Linked DNA regions of Mus musculus: region 1 is linked to region 2. A link is a contact called in public Hi-C data. All regions are on one chromosome and are shown on one strand. Each heading gives the region's core, a stretch centred on a gene start, on an enhancer-like site or on the middle of the called end of the contact. The rest is flanking DNA. Distances are from core to core; before and after follow the strand shown.

Evidence for each region. Hi-C and Micro-C count contacts between places; a contact is called where the count stands out from the background.
Region 1: a Hi-C map of cerebellum shows a contact between it and region 2, with 1.8 times the contacts expected there. The contact joins two enhancer-like sites. A contact is called at or near these places in 8 of 484 Hi-C or Micro-C datasets (bone marrow-derived macrophages, cerebellum, cortical neurons and 5 more), 7 of 115 datasets of contacts at active chromatin or transcription factors (the HPC-7 cell line, cardiomyocytes, embryonic stem cells and 2 more) and 1 of 9 other capture datasets (bone marrow-derived macrophages).

The regions. Positions count from the first base shown.
Region 1 is chr13:113,594,459-113,598,235 of GRCm38.p6, forward strand. It overlaps Snx18 (sorting nexin 18), which reads right to left. Exons shown (of 2, transcript NM_130796.4): 2 at 1-404. The coding sequence ends at 151. Among named protein-coding and RNA genes, the nearest start is that of Snx18, 22 kb to the right of the region's middle. Within about 2 kb of position 1,768, at least 84 of the 459 cell types and tissues checked have an H3K27ac peak or open chromatin away from gene starts, as enhancers often do. A contact at or near this core is called in cerebellum, where this site is marked.
Region 2 is chr13:113,407,490-113,411,336 of GRCm38.p6, forward strand. No RefSeq gene overlaps it. Among named protein-coding and RNA genes, the nearest start is that of Gm41071, 15 kb to the right of the region's middle. Within about 2 kb of position 2,587, at least 22 of the 459 cell types and tissues checked have an H3K27ac peak or open chromatin away from gene starts, as enhancers often do. A contact at or near this core is called in cerebellum, where this site is marked.

The DNA.
Region 1 (3,777 bases), core at 518-3,017, 190 kb after region 2:
TACATAATTATATATCCAGCCGGTTTCGGCTGAACACAAAGCCGTCCTTGTACCACCTAGAGTTGGCAACAGCTCTGAGAAGGCAGGTTTTGTTCTGCTGTGGAAATTATCGTTCAACTGAAAACAAGAGCGCGGTCCCATGTGCAGTCATTAGACGCTGTCGTATTTGTGAAGCGCCTCTTCCAACTTCTGGGTCACTTTTTGGAAAAATATTATTTGTTGTTGTAAAAAATGTTGCATCTGTGATTTAAAGTCTCTTACTCTAATTTGATGGAAGTGATGAATCTCGGCCAACGTGGCGAAGGAAATAGTGTTACAGCGGTCTTGAATGCCGTCAGCTTTTTGGACCTCCATCTTCCCTTCTTCCACGTGTCGCCTACTCTCCTTTACTTTGGTAAGAGCTCCTGTGGTCAAAGACAACAATTAATTAAAATACATACACACACACACACACACACACACACACACACACATGCACAAATCCCAATGACATAGCTAAGTAACAGGAACTTGGGTACCGTCAGTATTTGCCTAAACTTTTTCAGCAGCCTTTGGAATTCAAAATGGTGACTGTAAATACCAATTTATAAAGCAGCCTGACCAGCGCTCCAACCAATGTTCCATGCTGACCAAGCCTCTGTACTTAACAAAAAGGTACAAAAATTTGTCCTAAAGATAAACCCCCAAACCATACTTTTCGTTTTTACAGTGCTTAAGACTATTATACCCCTGCATATTAAGAGAATCATTATAATACCTTATAAAGGCTGAGTCCCCTTTCCTGAGGAAAAGAAATGTCACCACAGTGCTACTGTATAAGGTCAGAGCCGTCTCTGAAGCCTGTCAATACCAACTCAAGCTGGAAATCAAACGATGGTGGGGGAAGGGAGGGTGTCTGGGTAGTGTTGCCAGGGTACAATGAAGCTGTCAGGGCACCCAAGTTCATGCCAGGTTTACCCAGAGCCCGAGCCTACATGATGTGCCTGACAGCAGCGGGGGGATGGGGAGGGGGTAACGGATGCCTAGTCTGGCAGCAGCATCGTCTGGGAGACTTGCGTGGGTTTTAAGTTTGCTCTAATGACTGCTTCAGAAGGTCACCAAGGGTACCACAGCTTCTTATCTAGTACTGCTGGGCAGGGTGGGATCGGTCATTTTGGCAGGGGCCACACAAGAGGTGACTCTCCCTCCGAAGCACATGCCACACGGAAGGCAGAGGAGGCAGGACATGAAAGTATCTACTGGCTTCAGGGCTGAACAAGGTTGACGCTCACATGGTCTGAGCACATTTCAGCAGTTTTAGAATGGAGATGTCAAAGGCATCTAGAACTCATACAACTTAAGCAATCTAAAAGGCAGAGACTAGAGAACGTGGAAGCCAGGAGGGTGACCCAGCAGTCTGTGAGTGCAATGTCGAGGAGAAACCTATTCAGTTATGAGCTTGCGTTTACCCGGAGCTCACCTTGTCTCTAATTACCCTCAAATCTGAAAATTAAGAGAGCAAACCAGTATTCAACTAAGGCTAAATAAACAGTGTGCTTTTCAAAATGCTATGTTAGTACTTTTTGTAGAAAATGCAGGCTCACCTCACATATGCCACACTCTTCTACCACTGCGCTCTGGGGTGGCCCCGCCCTGCTTCACACTATCCAGAGTGGAAGTGAAAACCCGCCAACAGCAGATTTTACCAAGAGAAATGCACGTCTGTGGAGGAACGTACATACCACACATTTTTCATGAGCTCTTTCTAAATGAGATCTTTCACTGAGATGGGCAGAGTCCCAGAGCAGCAGGGCACAGCCCAGCAGGGGCAGACATCCGTGCGGGCATCATTCCACCCTGTCACTGAGAAAGATGCTTTGCTAGGCAGAGAGGCGGCAAGGATCCCCCTGAAGCAACTCATGGTTTCAAGACTGCCCCTTACCCCTGCTCAGCTAAGGAAGTATGACACCTTCAACCTTTCTCCTAGCCTGACAGCATCAGTGAAGTTTTAGCATGTGCCTGCTCTGTATCGTTGCTTGTGTGTTTTGAGACAGGGTCTTACTGTAAACTCCTAGCTGGCCTGGAACTCCCTTTGTAGACTGGGGGAAGGGGGAGAGGAAACCCACAGAGAAAGGTCTGCCTCTACCTCCTGAGTGCGGAATTAAAGATGTGCACCGTGCCTGGCCCTGCCTGCTTCATGGTAAAAAGACCCCTCCCAGCCGCATGCAGTTTTGTAATACAGTGAGTGTCTCTGTTACGTTTGTGCAGGCTTCCCATGTATGTACAGATATAAAAAATGAAAAGACCGGGAACTCAGAGAGGCAACACTCTAGAGAAAAAAAAAATCTCAAAAGACTCCCAAAGATAAAAAAAAATCCACGTTTTAAAATGACATGGAGGGAAGAGGGGAGGCCTTTGTGATTTGACTGTGTGCTTCTGGAGACCATAGTCCAGGACGCAAACACAAGAGATGAGCTCTACCACTGACCACCGAGCCATGTGTGCTCCCCATGGCTGCACAGTGCACGCCCTGCTCAGGTGCCTGTGCAGTATATAACATTTGTCTCACTGCGGTGTTCTGGCTCCCAGCCGTCAAGAGAGCTCAGGAGTGAAACATGGCCCAGGAGCGGGTGAATGTCCTCTAAGCTAAAGGATAAGGAACTCTGAACAGACAGAATTGCCAAGGCTTCCAAGTGTGAGTGTTTGTTCAAGGGGCCAAGAAAAAAATTCAGGACTGAGTGTTCTTCCACCTGTGACTCTGTTAGGTAAACAGTACAGAGCGGTTATTTTTACAACCCATGTAATGGCCTTAACGCAGTTAAGGAATACCGATGGCAAGCAAACCTAACGGGTTTAACATGCTGACTCTGCAGAACAGGTAAAATCTAACACGCGTACTCTAGCCCCAACCCTCTGTGAGCTCACCAGGGGACCATGTGGCAGGCAAGCACACTCAGGACTGGCACACCAGCCAGACTCAGTGACACAATACTACAAAGCTCAGAATTCTGAATGGGAGCCAGATGTGCCTTCCCAAAGGTACCACAAGTATGTCATGACAGAAAATGCCCCACAGGCTAGCTTCACTACGGTTGCTCAAAGGGTCAGCAAGATGCCATGTGTTGTGATAAGGGTAGTGGGGATATAGGAAGGAGATAAATTAAGGGATCATTGTCAAAAACAGCCCCGGTATAGGCTAGGCACCATGCACACTGCTCCTGCCCTTGCTACAGCTTACAGCAGATATTACTACTCCTACTTGAACAAGGGAAATGGAGAGCTGCTCCCTACGTGAACCTGAGAGTCACCCAGGTAACCCCGTAGTAAGAGGTGGGGTCTGAATGTGTACCTGATTTCAGAGCAAATACCCTGACTCAGCAGAAAAGGAGCGAGTGCCTGGACAGGCAAGCAGGGACGGTGGGCAGAGGGGAGCCCGTCCTGCCTACAGGTCAGCCAATGTTGCTCCCTTCTGGCTGCAGACTGCTGGTGTGCTCACACAGGCTTGTGTGGTGTACACGGTGTGTGCTGCGCTCACACATCCATGCACACATACGTGTATGTCGAGGGAGGATGGATATCAAGGATGTATGTGAGTGTGGTGTCCTATTTTATCATTCTCTACCTTATTCCCTTATAACATTATCTCACTGAACTTGGAGCAAGACCAGAGTTAGCAGGCGCGGTGACCTTGCTGGCTCCTCTCTTCCCAGAGTACTGGGATCCCCGGCAGCTGAAGCCGTACCCAGCTTTGTGAAACAGATGCTGAGATCCAAACTCAGATCCTGGCGCTCGGCTCCT
Region 2 (3,847 bases), core at 1,337-3,836:
TGATTTATAAATCATAGAAAAGCATGAGGGAAATTAAAAAAAAAAAAAAGGATGTCTTCCGGTGGTGAGACATTTTTCCCAGGCCTTTCCTGAGAACTGGGAGACCTGGTCACCTTTTAGTCATTCTCTTTGTTTCTCTGCTGCAGAGACATTTTTGTTAATTTTGGTCCAAACCTAAGATAAATGAAGTAGATATTCACATTTTTTTTAAAAGAAAAGTCATGGGTGCTTCGTGGGATGATGGGATTAGGTTATTGCTGTCTTGGGCCTGGCAGGGTTCTCTAACCCTAAGTCTCTTTCTCTGCGAGGCGAAGGGCAAAGGGCTTTGCCCTTCTTCTTTGGAAATCAGCTTCAAGTGTGAACTCCTACCTGTTACACATATTAACTCTGCAGATGAGAGGTCACCGATCCATACATGCACTGGGAGATACAGCCTAAAAGCTAAGTAGCTACCAGGCCTTAAGTGCAAGAGATGTTTTAAAACATTTTTTCATTAAAAATTGTTTGTTGCTGGGTCTTTAATACCAACACCGGGGAGGCAGAGGCTGGTGGATCTCTGTGAGTTCGAGGCCAGCCTGGTCTAGAGAGTAAGTTCCAGGGCAGCCAGGGCTACACAAAGAAATCCTGCCTCGAAACAAACAACTGCTTTGTTACATTTACGTACTTTTAAATTGTGTGTTTGGGAGTTAGAGGATGTGCCACATCACACATAAGGAAGCGACAAGTCAGTCCGCTGCTCACGTGTAGTCCAGGGATTGAACCCAGGGCATCAGGATTGGCAGCTATCGTCTTGATCTTGTGAGCCATCTCATAGACATGATGGGAAAAATTTTAAATGTAGATTAAATCAGTTGTACTAAAAAATACGAATCTAATAAATGACCACTGTGCTCATTGACACAACAACAATGACGTATGTTGCCTGGATATGGCAAAGGTAGATCCTTGAGTTTAGAGCTTGCTAAAGAAGACTCAGGATTACATACTCAGCATTGTGACTTGCAGGCCATGGAGGACACAAGTGTCTCGCTTTGGACTCTAGAATAGCTCCACTGTCCCATCAGGGCTCTGGCACATCCTCTCAGCTTGTTAGCATAGTATCTGTATGTTACCTACTTTCCCCCTCTATTGACATCCGGATTCCCAGTCAGTTCTTTACATATTCTGCTGTTCTTGTTAGTCCTTAGCAATGAGTCCTGTAACGTTGGCTTAGTCTTCTCAAGTACAAACTTGGGACCCGTGTCCACCTTCTACATGGTTTATTCAATTTATACTTTTCTATGTCTAGGTGCCTTGCTGGACCCAATGGGATTGTGGGAATCTCAAGCTAACTAAAGAAATGAACTCAGAGTTCCTCTCAACCCACCTCATCTTCTCAGCAACCCCCCAGAAGATGCATTGTTTTTCTGGGCTAGTAAACTGAGGTCCGGCAAGATGCTTAGTCCATGCTTGCCCATGATACAGAGAATCTAATGAGTGAAGAGAGAGCCAGGTTACCTGAGAGCTTGCTGCTGTTGAGTGAGGATATTCTCTAGGGCACACGCTGTGGGAAGGCATGCATGGGGTTACCAGTCACCAACTTCTTGTCGGTCCTGCATATAGCAGCTGCTGTTCATCTTGGCACTCGTGAGACTGCTGTGCCCTCAGTCAAAGTACTTTTGGCCTTTGAGTCTTGTCATGGAGAAGTTGGAGCTAGGCCTTTGTCCTCTCCTTACCTTTGAGACTCTCCTGGAAAGTCTTTCTCCTCTGTATTTTGTGTCTCCTGGACAGTTCCTCTACAGGGGCCTCCTCTTCTTGATTCAGGGACATGGTGGGACCCAGACCACACAGAATAGGCAGCCCCAAAGTGTCATCTTGTGCTGGGAGAGGGAACAGGGATGCCTATGCTGCTTTGGTTCCAGTCCTGATGGTCACACTCTCAAAATGGCCTCTGGCTACAATTGGCAAACATAACTTTATGTGTGTTGAATCTGATGTGATTTCAAAATAGAGGCTCATGTTCTATATTATTTGTATTTCCTTTGTTTTTAGTAATCCATTCTTATTATAATTTTATAAGAGCTTTGGCCCATTGTGAACTGGAGAAAAAGAAAAATAAAACTGGCTCTTGAACACAGATATGTTGAAAAACCCCACAGATACCAAAACCAAGAGTTCAGAGTTGATAGGCCTTGCCTCTGGCTTTTTAAGTAACCCCACGCAGAAGTGGGGAGACCCTGACCTATGGCTGCTCATGGCCTTTCTGGGATGCTAGGAGGTGGTCCATATAATATTTCCCCACCAAGGGCAAAGCTTTCTTATTTCCCATTCTGCTTCTCTTCCTATGCCCAGAGCTGCGCCAACCTTGCTGCTTCTCAATGAAAGCTTTTAAGGAGTTCTTTTTTTCTTTTCAGTCAGTATTTTTCATGAGAGTGCATGCTCCTCACATATTTCACATGGCCTGAATTTTTTATGAATCCAAGAACAAATGTATTTTTGGCTAAGACCGACACATATTTTTGGAGTCGGAGGGCTGTACATTTGTCTCCTGGCAAACATAATGTGAAGCAGATGGAACTGCATGCGGCACGCTTTCATTCTGCAGTCGGCTTCGGGTGTCCTGCTGGGAAACTGCATCCTTTAGGAAGTCTGTTAACACTTCCATGGAAACTGACGTGGTACCCACCGCCTCCTCCTGGAGGGATACATCACCCTGCTAACACAGAGCGAGTCGAGTGACTCTTCAGATTGCTTCTGGTCAGTGGTGTTGTGACCTTTGCTTTACTTGGAAGGGAGCTTTTGAAGTAGACTTGACCAGTGAGCGAATGAGGGAGAGGACGGAGAGTGTTCCTGGCAGGGAGCTAAGTCCAAAGCCTCAAAGGACTGCTGTGATCAGATAAGAACAAGCCCCCCCCCCCAACTATTATTTCCATGTCATTTGCAGTTTTGTGATAGAGCAAGGTAATGTCCCAGGGAACCCTGCATTGCACAGAACTGGACCAGTCCAGTCCACTCAATGGGTTACTTATCAATAATTAGATTCAGAAGTGACTTATGACGTCGGATAAGTCATCTTGACACAACTCCAGTGTTTGGGTCTAATCTTACTTTGGGCCATTTTTGGTTTCGTTTCTCTTTATTTTATTTTCAGGCTCCCACTATGAAGCCTAGTCTGACTTTATAATCCTCCTGCCTCAATCTCCTAAATGGGATAATAGACCTGTGCCACCTTGCTTGATTCTTTGGGCCACTGTTGCCCCACTATGTATAAAAAATAATTTCTTGAACAAGTGAAAAATAAATGAAATTGAGATCCAGAGAAAGTAAGTCTTTTGTCAAAAATGAGAGTTCAAACCATACGTAGTGAGGAAATTTCCAAGAAGGCCAGAAGGCTTGGTTTCAGTGATCACAGATCTTGGAATTACCCTACATTCATCAGTCTAGACTTGGATTGACTTGCCCTTGGCTACTACACAAGGTAAAACCTTGCAACCCATGGGCTAGGTTTGGTTCCCAATGGACAGGAATTCTGCTCATTTCTACCAAGAGCTCTTGGATCTCAGTATGTCAAAGCAGTTTCGGGTGACTGTTGTGTGATCATTTCACATTATCTTGTTTTACTCAAGGAAGTAAAAGCTCTTGATGGAAGGCTAGACACTGTTACCATGCTCCAAGGCAGAGGTCTGTTTCAACTCTGCTGTGACTGGAGCTAGGCTGGCAGATTTCAATCTCTCGATAAAATAAGGGTAAAGAAAAGACTGGTTTAAACATCTTACAACAGGCTAAGATTTCAAAAGTTTAACAGTTTTGAGAGAAAAGAAGAGTCAGGATGTGAATGAGGTCAGGGGGTCAAGTGGAGTAGGCTTGA